Regions from separate parts of the Sus scrofa genome. Here regions 1 and 2 are each linked to region 3. The links are chromatin contacts, called in public HiChIP or PLAC-seq and promoter capture Hi-C maps. All regions are on one chromosome and are shown on one strand. Each heading gives the region's core, a stretch centred on a gene start, on an enhancer-like site or on the middle of the called end of the contact. The rest is flanking DNA. Distances are from core to core; before and after follow the strand shown.

Region 1 (3,937 bases), core at 666-3,165, 350 kb before region 3:
GACTCAGTAACTGCCTTCAGTAAGGCTCCCTAGTCCTGTCCCCCATAGACCCATCCTACAGTTGAAACCAGCCTCACCTGTCGTGTAGAGGTTTTGATCACTGCACACTTGCCCTTCCTCTGGGAATCCAGGTCAATATTGGCACCATCTTCCTCTTGGTCATTGGGATCAACGTCCAGAAGCTGGGAAAGGAAAAAGCTCAGCTCAAGAAGCCCTGCTCAGCCCCCTGACCTCTCCAGAGCCCAGTACTCCTGGAGCCGAGAATACTCACAGGACTGGCCACCCCTATCTCACGCCTCAGACTAGCCCTGAGCCCAGCAAAGGTGTAGTTAATAAGCCAGAGGATTGGTTAAGATTCTGTTCAGGTGTTGCTTCTCTGCACGGAGGTCATCTACCCCTCAAGGAAAAACAGCCAGTAGGAAAGGAAACGTGAGGAGGCCTCTTCAGCCCCATGTATCTCCCCTGGAAATTCACTCTACAAAGGAAACCCTAAAAAGGATGCCCCTTACATGCGATTAGGCCTCCAAACGCCCACCCACTCTTTCCCCAATGGTCCCCTTGCAGGTTATCTCCAAGCCCCAGTGACCCTCTCTCTTCCCCTCCACATACACACACACCTCGATGACGTTGGAGACCAGGTACGGCAGGGTCTTATTCACTTTGATTTTCTCACTGTTCTCTTTGATCTTGTCCTTCATGGCTTGGAGTTCGTGGGTGACTCGTAACACTTCACTCTTCATGATCTGGGGTAGGGGTAAGTGGAAGCAAACATTCAGCCTTAGCTCTCAGCTTGTCCTAAGGCCTTGTAACTAGTGAAGTCCAGGTTGCCCAAGGGACCCTCCTGCACCGGTGCTCTCAGCTCTAAGGCTCCCTGAAAGCTCAGGCTGTGTCCACAACCAGCAGAGGTCAAAACAGGAGGCCAGTCTGGACACCTCCTGGCGAAATAGCTGGAGTAAAGGGAAAAAGAACATGACTTTAGTCAACCAAACAGAGATTTTAGCTTCTGCCTTTTGTTACAGGCTGTGTACTTCACCAGAGTAAAAAAAAACCTCTGTGAGCCTCAGTTTCTTCATCTGTAAAACGGGGACTTCCTAAAAAAGGGATTCTCCAGGGGAAGACTGAAAGACCTCGCTGGGAAAGGCAGTCTGATGAGTCCTCCTCTCAGGCCTGGTCTCCTGCTACCCTCTCTTCTGGTCCCTTTTAAAGCTTAGTTTTCTTCTCTCTTTTCCTGGTCAGAGGGCGGTCCCCACACCGCCCCTAGGGAGGTCGAGAAAGACGTGAGAGTAGCAGCTGGGATCAGGGGTTGTGCGCCCACCTTGATTTCACTGTCCAGCAGCCGTGTGCGCTGCACGATCTCTTCTGTGGACATCTTGAGTACTTCCTCCCCGATTCCATCTTGCTGTGAAAAAATTTTTTTATTAAACTCAGGGCAGCTAACTGATGACTGTGAGCTCAGCCTCAGTTTCCTCATCCATAAAACCATAAGACCCTTGCCCACATCCCCAGCGGCCCCAACCCCCGGACCGGGCTAGCTCTTGACCCCCCCCGCCCCCAGCCACCGCCTCCCCTCCTGACAAGAGCATCTCTACGCTGGCCCCTGGCTCCAAGACCCCAAGCTCTCCCGCCGCGCACCTCAGCCTCATCCCACACCGTCGCCATCTTCTCCTGCCGAGTCACTGGACTCTCGAGCTGCGGCAGCAGATTCATTTCCTGGAGGAGAAGGTTGAAGATTAAACCGGACAGCAGCCGGGGCGAGAGATTAATAATGTCTTTCTTAACTCCTGCGCTTGACTAACGCCAGCCCTCTTTCTCCAAGTCCTGACTCTTGACAGAATTAGCTTGCGCCGCGTTACCACAGCGAATCTGCGTCTGCGATTCAAAAGACGAGGCCCGGGCCACAGGACCCGCCCCTAAGGCTCCGGAACCGTTCCCGCCCTCGTCCTGTTTATGCCATCGCAAGAGGTAATGCGCTATTGGCTGACACGCGCAGAGGGGCGTGGCCTTGATGTAAAAACGTAAGAGGAAGGAGAAAAGAGGGGAACGAGACGGCCTTTGGGCAATGTAGTCCTAGTCCAGCGGGCGCATGAAAAGGCTCTTTTGCTGCTTTTGGCGCGGGCGGGAGCGAGGGCGAGGGGTGCATTCCCGGCAAATGGAAGTTCCCAGGCTAGGGGTGGAGTCGGAGCCACAACCACAGCAACTCGGTATCATAGCCTCATTTGCGGCCCACACCGCAGCTCGCGGCCAAGCCAGAACCCCAGCCCAGTGAGCAAAGCAAGGGATGAACCCGCATCTTCAGGAATACTAGTCGGATTTGTTTCCGCTACACCACAACAGGAACCCCTGAAAAGCCATTTTTGAAGGGGGGCTTTCAACCTCAGAAACTGGCCCAGTTAAGAATTAGGGAATTCTCTTAATGGAGTTCCTGTTGTGGCTCAGCAATTACCAACTGACTAGTATCCCGGAGGATGCAGGTTTGATCCCTGGTCTGGCCCAGTGGGCTAAGAGGCGTTGCTGCAAGCCTCTTGGTAGGTCACTGATGTGGCTCAGATCTGGCATTGTAGCTGTAGCTTAGGCCGGCAGCTGCAGCTTCGATTTGACCCCTAGCCTGGAAACTTCAGTATGCTGCAGGTGTGGCCCTTATAAAATAAAAAAAATGGGAGTTCCCATTGTGGTTCATGGGAAATGAATCTGACTAGCATTCATGAGGACGCAGGTTCCATCCCTGGCCTCGCTCAGTGGTTTAAGGACTCTGTGTTGCCTGACCTGTGGTGTAGGTCATAGATGTGGCTCGGATCTGTCGTTGCTGTGGCTGTGGCATAGGCCAGTGGCTACACCTCCAGCCCTAGCCCCGGGAACCTCCATATGCCACGAGTGGAGCCCTGAAAAAAAAAAAAAAGAATTAGGGGATTCCCTAAAAGAGGGTGGGCCTCATCCAATCAGTTGAAGATCTGACTAGCACAAAAAGGCTGACTATCCCCAGGGAAAGAGGGAACTCTTCCTGCCTGACTGCCTTGAACTGGCACATGGGTCTTTTTCAGGATTGAGACTTGAACTGAAACATCAGCCTCTTTCTTCTAGGGTCTTGTACCTGCTGGCTTTCAGACTAGAATTTACACTATCAGCTCTCCTGGTTCTCAGGCCTTATGATTTTGATGAAGCTAAACCATCAGCATTCCTGGGTTTCCAGTTTGTCAATTTACTCTACAGATATTGGAGACTTCCCACCTCCATAAATATCCTTTTTTTTTTTTTTTTTTTCTTTTTATGGCTGCACCCATAGCATATGGAAGTTCCCTGGCTAGGGGTTGAATTGGAGTTGCAGCTTTGGCTTACACCACAGCCACAGCAACACCAGATCTGAACCTTATCTGGGACCTACACCGAGGCTTTGCAGCAATGCCGGATCCTTAACCAACTGAGCAGGGCCATGGGTACTAGTTGGGTTTGTTACCACTGAGCCATAATGGAAAACTAGTCAGATTGTGTCACTCTGTTCACAATTCTGTAGCAGCTACATGATTCACTCAGAGTAAGAGCCAAAGTCCCTACAATGGCCCACAGGGCCCTGGGGGTTTTCATTCCCCCACGACTTTCTCCAGGACCTTGACCCCCACTCCTCGCCTCCCTCATCAGTTACAGGCCTCCTTGCTTCTCTGAGACCAGGCTATGTCTGCTCCTACCTAGAATGGTCTTTCCAGGATATTTTCTTCACCACCACCCCTCACCTTTGCTACTTCAAGTTTTCTTCTTTTTCTTTTTAGGGCCACACCGAAGCACATGGAGGTTCCCAGGCTAGGGGTCCAATCGGAGCTGTAGCCACTCGGCCTACACAGCTACAACAACACCAGATCCAAGCCACACCTGCGACCTACATCACAGCTCACGGCAACGCCAGATCCTTAACCCACTGAGCAAGGCCAGGGATCAAACCTGCATC
Region 2 (3,675 bases), core at 377-2,876, 390 kb before region 3:
AACAGTAACTCTGGCCCTCAGGGTCTGGTTTGAGGAGCAGCACTGCCTTAGGAGCCCACCATCCAGGAGCCACGCCAGACTAGCCCCTGGGCTGAGGAGAGGGGCTGAGGGGTTTGGTGTGGAAGCCCAAGATATGTCTCCTATGCAGCTCTCCCTGGGGTTCAGAGACTGAGAGGTCAAGGTTCAGACAGGGTGGCTGAGCCCCTGGGCCTGTGGCTTTCTCAGGGCAGAGGTGGCTCTTCCCAGGACCACCTCCATCCGCTCCTGCCTGCCCCCTCAGACTCTTGGTCCCAGGTTGGAGAAGGGTGGGACCAGGCCAGGTGGGGGCTGGCTGGCTCCCAGGAGGCCGGGATCCTAGCACAGGGTTTGTGGGTAGCACAGCCCCACAGCAGGATGTCAACCTGGGGTGCCTCCCTGGGGCTCTGAGGCCTGGCTGGGTGGTGGGGGTGGTGAAGGGAGCTGCATCCAGGCCAGGAAAGCTGAGTCAGGTGGGCAGGTCCTGCCAAGTCCTTGCCAGCTCCCCGCAAGTGTCCCTACCCCTGCTGAGGGCAGACAGGGTGGGAAAGGGACATAGGTCTTCTCAGAGAGGCCCAAGTCTGACACCTGCCAAAGGCTGCAACTGTCACTGAGAACAGGAGCAGAAGGGGTCCACCCCAGACGGCTGGCCTTCCCTCCCTGGGGACCGCTGGGACGCCTGCTTCTTCTCCTCCAGCCTCAGCCCCTGCCTTCACCCCAGGCTCACCCTTGACCAGACCCTACCCCAGCCTCAATCTCAGCCGCAGGATGTCTCCAACCCCAGCTCCTGCCCTCTTCTTCCCGATCTCCAGCCCTAACTGCATGGCCAGTCTCTGCTCCCCTCACTGCTCCAGCCCAGCGCCTCCCCGGCCCCTGCCTCCGCCACTCAGGGCCTGGGCCCAGAGCTCAGAGCCTTAGGACCACAACTATGTCCTCTGTGCCAGGCCCCAGCCTGGGTGTTGGGGACTCAGGCTCAAGACAGCCTCAGTATCCAGGAGCACCCAGGCCCTGGGCTGAGATCTCTGGCCTGCTGCCTCCTGCCCATGAGCCTTTACTGTCCTGGGGGCCGGCTTCCTCACCGGCAAGCCAGTCTCCTCATCTCCTCCGCCACCACCTCCCTGCCGCCACCCTCACCATCCTCAGCCCAGCACCCTGCGCTGGGGCTCAGGCCTGCCACCCGAGCCCCAACTATAAATAACCGTTCAGGCCCCACCGATCACAGCCCCACCGTGGGCCCAGCCCTCAGCCCGCCAGGGCATGCTCCGAGGAAGCGAATGGCCCCCTCGCTGGGTCTCAGGCCAGGAGCTGCTGGGAGGAAACACCAGCTTCCCACTGATAGCCGGAGGGCAGCCAGCGGGTTGGTGGGCTGGCGGGCAGGCGGGCGGGCGTCGGAGGGCCGCGGGCTGGGCTGGTAGAGGAGTCCCGGTACTCACAGGGGGGACGAGGGGAAACCCTTCCATTTTGCACGCCTGTAACATCCAGCCGAGCTCCGAGCCTGTCAGGTCCCCTGCCTCGGTGGGGGCCAGTGCGGAGCCCCTTGGGATGGGGCGCCCCGTCGGGGGCCGGACGGACTCGGGGCGGGCGCAGGGCTCAGGCCTGCCCCTTGAGCTACAGGAGCCCTGGGTGAGCCCCCTCCCTTGACATTGCAGGGCCAGCGCAAGTTCCTGATTTTATCGAAGGCCTGCCGCTGGGAGATAGTCCCCTTGGGGTGACATCACCACCCCAGCCCGTTTGCATAAATCTCTTGCGCTACAGGAAGTCTCTGGCCGGCTGGGGCAGGTGGTGCTCCAGGGGCTGGCCTGGGAGGCCATGGGGGCCAGGCCCCCTGCCCAGAGGAAGCCGGGGACTATGAGGGGCGGCCTTGAGGGCTGGGGTGGGGAGGAAGAGAAGGAGGGAGGAAGCCTAGCTTCACCACTGGGAGGCCTTTGCTGCCCCCGCCCTGCTGAGGCTCTCCAGCCCCTAACCCCACAAACACCTACCTCTCTAGAGACCCTCCACGTGCCCAACAGTCACTTCCTTGGGGTCAGAGCTGGTAAGGATGGCCTCTTGGGGCCTCCATTTTCTGGGGTCAGGCTGGCTGGCTGAGGGCTCTGATCCAGCTGATTCCCAGGCCTGGCTCTCCCTGGGCCCTTGGGCCCCCAGCCCCTCGGTTCTGCCAAGCCTAGCGCTGGGCTCCGGGCCAGGGTCTTCAGCATGGTACCACTTCCCCTTTCCTCCTAGTCCTTTTACACTGGCTTCCCTTCCACCAGAAGCGTTCTTCCACCCTCTCTTCCCAGTTTCCCAAGCACCACCGCTTCTCCCAGATCCCTAAGTGCTCTATTCCCAGCCCAGATTTCTCAGTTTCCCCACCCCTGACCAATGCCTTGATATCAAACCTTTCTTGTCTGTCCATCCATTCATCTGTTTTCTCATCGATTTGTTTATCGGTCTGTTTGTCAATCCATCCATCCACTCATGAAAGCCAGCCGTGCATTCATTTGTCTATCAGTTTATCCAACTATTCACTCGTTAGCCCATTTATCTATTAGTCTATCACCCATCCACCCATTTATCTGCTTGTCCCTTTAGCCATCTATATGTTTATATATCAGCCCATCCGTGACGCATCCATTTTTCCATCTGTTTATCTACTGTATATCCTGCTATTAATTTGTTCACCCATTAATCCATTCATCCACCTGTCCATCTAGCCATCCATCCATTCATACATCCGTCCATACATTCCCCCAACTACCCAACCATCCAACCCCCGCATCCATCCATCCCTTCATCCATCTATCTATGTATCATCCAATCATAATTGAGTTCAAGGGGAAAGGAGAGGTAACGGACAAGATCCCTGCCTTCAAGGAGTTCCTGATCTAGTCTGGAGGGCAGAAGGATGAATAGAGATATTTTTTGATCTATTGATCTCTGATGAGTCTACTTCTCTTGAGAAGAACTTCTTGAGTGTTCCGTTTCCTCCCCTGAGTAGTTGCTTTATATCCCTCCCCAGTGACTTGCCAGCCTCCTTCCTGTCACTGGAATCCCAGATCCCCTAGTGCTTATTTACTTGCAGCAAAGACCAGGAATTCACAAGTCTGTGTTCTCCATTAGATCTTTTTTGCCTACAATCTTCACTGATTTTTTTTGAATGCACTCTTGGGACTCTCCCAGGGGTCCGAGTTACCAGACCTCAGGACTTCCAGGAACTTGACCAAGGCCCTCCCCAAAAAGGAGCAGATCCATCCTTGTCCCCACTTTCCCATCAAAGTCTAGTCCTAGCCCATTGGATGTGTGTGGGGAGTAGGTCTATTGCACCAGGTCCTGCTTGATGTGTTCATTCATTCATTCATTGTTCTTTTTTTTTTTTTTTTTTTCTTGGTCTTTTGAGGGCTACACCTCTGGCATATGGAAGTTCCCAGGCTAGGGGTCAAATCAGAGCTTCAACTGCTGGCCCGTGCCACAGCTACAGCAATGCAGGATCCAAATTTCATCTGTGACCTACATCACAGCTCAGGGCCACGCCAGATCTTTAACCCCCTGAATGGGGCCAGGGATTAAACCCACAACCTCATAGACACTATGCTTAACCCATTGAGCCACAAAGGGAATTCCCAATCGCTAACTTTTGATTGAGGCTCCTCCACGTGCTGGGCCCAGAAAGGGGACATAAACATG
Region 3 (3,897 bases), core at 725-3,224:
CAAATTTGTCAAGTTCTTTCCACCTTGTGGACTCTCCATTTGGTGATCCCACTTGCTAAACTGCTCTCTCTCCCAACTCCATGCCTAGCTAACCTTTCCTCCTTCAGATGAAATGTGACTTACTTCAGGCCTTCCCAGACACGCCAATTACATCTGATTTTCCCATTAGCTTCTCATACTTTTCCTCTGAGGGAAGTATGAAAAACTTCATTTACATACTTATGTGGGGTCATTAGCTTAATGGCGTTTTGGGGGTCACACCTGAGGCATGTAGAAGATCCCCGGCCAGGGAAAGAATCTGTGTCACAGCAGCAACTTGGGCTGTTGCAGTGACAATGCCAGATCCTTAACCTGTCGCACCACAAGGGAACTCCAGCTTAATGTCTTTTTCCTTCTCAAAACTGCCCCATGAAAGATGTGTCCACATCTATTCTTACACTACTATATCTTGCAGGATGAAAATGGAGACTGTTTTTGTTCATCCCTGCACTCCTAGAACACCTAGCAGTGCTTGACATGTAAAAACTCAAGACTAATTTGTAGAATGAAGGAAGCTTAAAGCACTATAAAAATATAACGGCTTCATGCTTAGAACTGATCTTTGGGGCTTTACCCTCGAAGCTACATTTCTTCTTTTTAGTGCTGCCAGGGAGGGCACCTCTTCCAGAACTCTGTGCCTGCTTAATTTTCCACTGACTCAGATATCAATAGGAAACAGTCTTTCTCTTTTCCTGTCTATAACCACTTCGGAGAATAAACGACACCTTGGGAACAGTCACGAAAATTCAGCCGCCGAACAAAACGCCCTTTCGGGAGATTTGACAAACACAGCACTTACCAATGAATGAACCTGTTTCTGGTGACGGAGAACAACTTGCCACTTTCCACGTAGTAGAAGCCTCCCGCGCTCTCACTGTATTTCACAGCTCCGGCCACTGCATTTGCAGTTCCTGCAAAAGAAGAGTGGTCACCCTTGCACACGTGGTTCTCAGGGGATGACACGGACTGAGGGCGCTGAGAAAGCAGAGGGTGACAGACTGAAAATCCATGCAAAAAGGGGAAAAAAAGAGAAAGAAGTAGAACACTAATGAAGCTCTGAATCCGGGGCTGGAGGCATGTGGGCTCAGGAGGATGAACTGGAGGACAGAGATTTAGGGATCCACGGGAAGATCCCGAGGGCAGGAGCTGCATCGAGCCCTACTGGATGCTTCCGTACCAATGTCGCAAACTGCGAATTCCCGAAAGTGCCTTGGCCTTTCGCGCTCAGCTCCGCTGAGCTCTACGAAGCTCCGTTCCATGGCTCCCGCCGCCGCCATCTTCCCGCCGCCGCCGCCGCGAGGCCTGACGGGACACCAGCCCAGCCGGGCGGCTGTCGTCACTTCCGGGGGCGGAGCAAGCACAGATGCGGACAGGTGAAGAAACCCGGAAAGGTCTAGGGCCTGTCCGACCCACCGTTGTGAGGCTTCCACCGAGCTGGCCGGAGACAGGGTGGGCAAGGAGGAAGCCAGATGAGAGGAGGCAGGGGGAGCTTGCAGGATCTACCTGCAGGAACCTTTGCGTGTCCGGCGAGGAAGCCCCAAGGGGCGGTGCCATTTTCCCGGCGGCCTCAGGGAAGGGGGCGGAGCCGGGTTTGTTTCCATTTTAAAAACTCCGGCGCGGGCAGCGGCTGGGCAGAGCCTCCAGGGAGGGGCGAGGTCCTAGGAGGCCACGCAGATGGGCGCCATCTACTGGATTTCGAGCTTTTGATCGCCTCTCCTTGCTTCCCCGTGTTACTCAGTGAATCTCCGCCTGGTCTCCTTTTCTTCACCTTTCAGCGACGTGGGTTGGGGGCGGAGTGAAGGGCAGAGTGGCCTTTTGTGTTGGGTTTTTTCGAGAGACTGTATTCGTGTGTTCTTGTATAATGAAGCATAATGTGTTTAATTAAACATTGATGCAGTTACCTGCTTGAAGCCCCTAAATGCTACTCACTTGCATACGTGAAAGAAATTTCCTTTATCTTCCATTTGTGATCTGTTTGGAAGGTCTTGTGCTTTACCTGCATTTAGGGCAGAGTAGATGCTGGATTTGGAGGAAAATGCCAGTCTTCAAGGGGAAAGTTAGTCTAAATCTCATGTATCAACATGACAGATTAAAGACGACCACAAATTCTTTGACTTTTTCCCATCAGGAGGTGGGTCTTTGTCCCTTCCTCTGGAATCTGGGAGGGCTCTGTAACTGCTGTAACTCATTGAACACAGCAGAAGTGACTCTGTGCCAGATTAGCCTTTTAATTTTTTTTTTTTTTTTGGGTCTTTTGTCCTTTTTAGGGCCGTACCCACGGCACATGCAGGTTCCCAGGCAAGGGGTCCAATCGGAGCTGTAGCCGCCAGCCTATGCCACCGCCACAGCAACACCAGATCCGAGCCGCCTCTGCGACACCACAGCTCATGGGAACGCCAGATCCTCAACCCACTGAGCGAGGCCAGGGACCTAACCGGAAACCACATGGTTCCTGCTCATATTTGCTTCCGCTGCACCAGGACAGAAACTCCCAGACTAGCCTTAACAGAGTCTGTTTCTCTCTTGGAGTGCTAACTAGGAGGGAAGCCATCTAATAAATTCAGCTATCCTGGGGTTGCCATCCTGGAGGAATCATGGGGAGAGACCACATGGAAGGGCTCTCAAGTTACTTAAAGTGAGAGATGTCTGGTGAGAGAGTCAAAAGTCACTAAGTTTGGGGTAATTTGTTAGCCAGCAATAGATATCAGGAACATTCTCTTGTCTTTCCTTTACATTCATACTTTTCCTCAACAGTCTTCCACATTTCATTCTTAGATAATGGAAACAACTCCAGTTGATCTTATTTTGCTGTTGTTCTCCCTGCCTCTCCATTTTACAAATACACTCTAACTGTTCCTAAACACCACTTACATTTTGTTTCTTCTTGTTTCACAAAATACTATATGCTGGGTGGCTTAAACAGCTAACACGTACTGCACACAGTTTTGGAGCCTGGGAAGTCCAAAATCAAGAGACCAGCAGATTCAGCGTCAGGTGAGAGTCAGCTTCCTGATTTATAGACAGCCATCTCTTGTGCCGTGTCCTTAAATTGTGGGGATTTTTTTTGTTGTTGGTTTGTTTTTGCTTTTTTATGGTTGCACCTGTGGCATATGGAAGTTCCCAAGTTAGCGGTCCAATTGGAGCTGCAGCTGCTGGCCTACGCCACAGCCGCAACAGTGCCACATCCAAGCTGCATCTGCGACCTGCACCACAGCTCATGGGATAAAGTGGGTCCTTAAACCCACTGAGCAAGGTCAGGGATTGAACCTGCACTCTCATGGGTACTAGTCAGACTCTTAACCCACTGAGCCATGATGGAAACTCCCTGTAGGGTCTTTTTTTAATAGGGCACCAATCCCTTTTTCGTGAGGGCTCCACCCTCACAATTGAATCCCTTGGGATGGTAATTTATAATAAGAACATTATATTTGGTCTTTGTCCCTCTTCCTGTCACAGAGAACCTGAAACTCTTGTAATTCCCTTAGTGATAAGAGGATGACTATCCTATGTTATGTTAATGAAGTCATTTTTGGAAAGTTTCTAGGTAACCTGAGGTTGGGGGCGGGGGCAGTGATTGCCAGGGGAAACAACCACTTGATTAGAGGTTTGGAACTTTTAGCCCTACCACCCCAACCTTTGGAGATTAAGTTCAGTTAACAGTGGCCAATAATTTAATCAGTCTTGCCTCTGTAATGAAGCCTCCAAAAAGCCAGAAGGATGGGGTTGAAAGCTTCCAAGTTGATGAACCAGAATACATCTATGTGCCAGGCCCTAAACTCCATGGAATAGAAGCTCCTGCATTTGGAAACTTGCCTTACGTATCTTTTCATCTAGCTATTCATTGTATTCTTTAATTCC

What was found. Promoter capture Hi-C pulls out the DNA fragments that hold promoters and counts their contacts. HiChIP or PLAC-seq counts read pairs in DNA pulled down with a chosen protein or histone mark.
Region 1: an H3K27ac HiChIP or PLAC-seq map of alveolar macrophages shows a contact between it and region 3. The contact joins the promoter of PSMC3 here to the promoter of NUP160 in region 3. A contact is called at or near these places in 1 of 47 Hi-C or Micro-C datasets (heart right ventricle) and 2 of 2 datasets of contacts at active chromatin or transcription factors (alveolar macrophages and skeletal muscle).
Region 2: a contact with region 3 is called in a promoter capture Hi-C map of liver, with 4 times the contacts expected there. The contact joins the promoter of SPI1 here to the promoter of NUP160 in region 3. A contact is called at or near these places in 2 of 5 promoter capture datasets (fetal liver and liver), 3 of 47 Hi-C or Micro-C datasets (embryonic fibroblasts, mesenteric adipose tissue and subcutaneous adipose tissue) and 1 of 2 datasets of contacts at active chromatin or transcription factors (alveolar macrophages).

What each region holds. Positions count from the first base shown.
Region 1 is chr2:15,183,460-15,187,396 of Sscrofa11.1, reverse strand. It overlaps PSMC3 (26S protease regulatory subunit 6A), which reads right to left and starts at 1,915. Exons shown (of 12, transcript XM_003122809.3): 1 at 1,633-1,915; 2 at 1,316-1,399; 3 at 618-743; 4 at 78-182. The coding sequence starts at 1,707.
Region 2 is chr2:15,225,882-15,229,556 of Sscrofa11.1, reverse strand. SPI1 (Spi-1 proto-oncogene) reads right to left here and starts at 1,626. Exons shown (of 5, transcript NM_001001865.1): 1 at 1,449-1,626. The coding sequence starts at 1,493.
Region 3 is chr2:14,838,133-14,842,029 of Sscrofa11.1, reverse strand. It overlaps NUP160 (nuclear pore complex protein Nup160), which reads right to left and starts at 1,974. Exons shown (of 37, transcript XM_021085052.1): 1 at 1,969-1,974; 2 at 1,217-1,538; 3 at 839-950. The coding sequence starts at 1,974.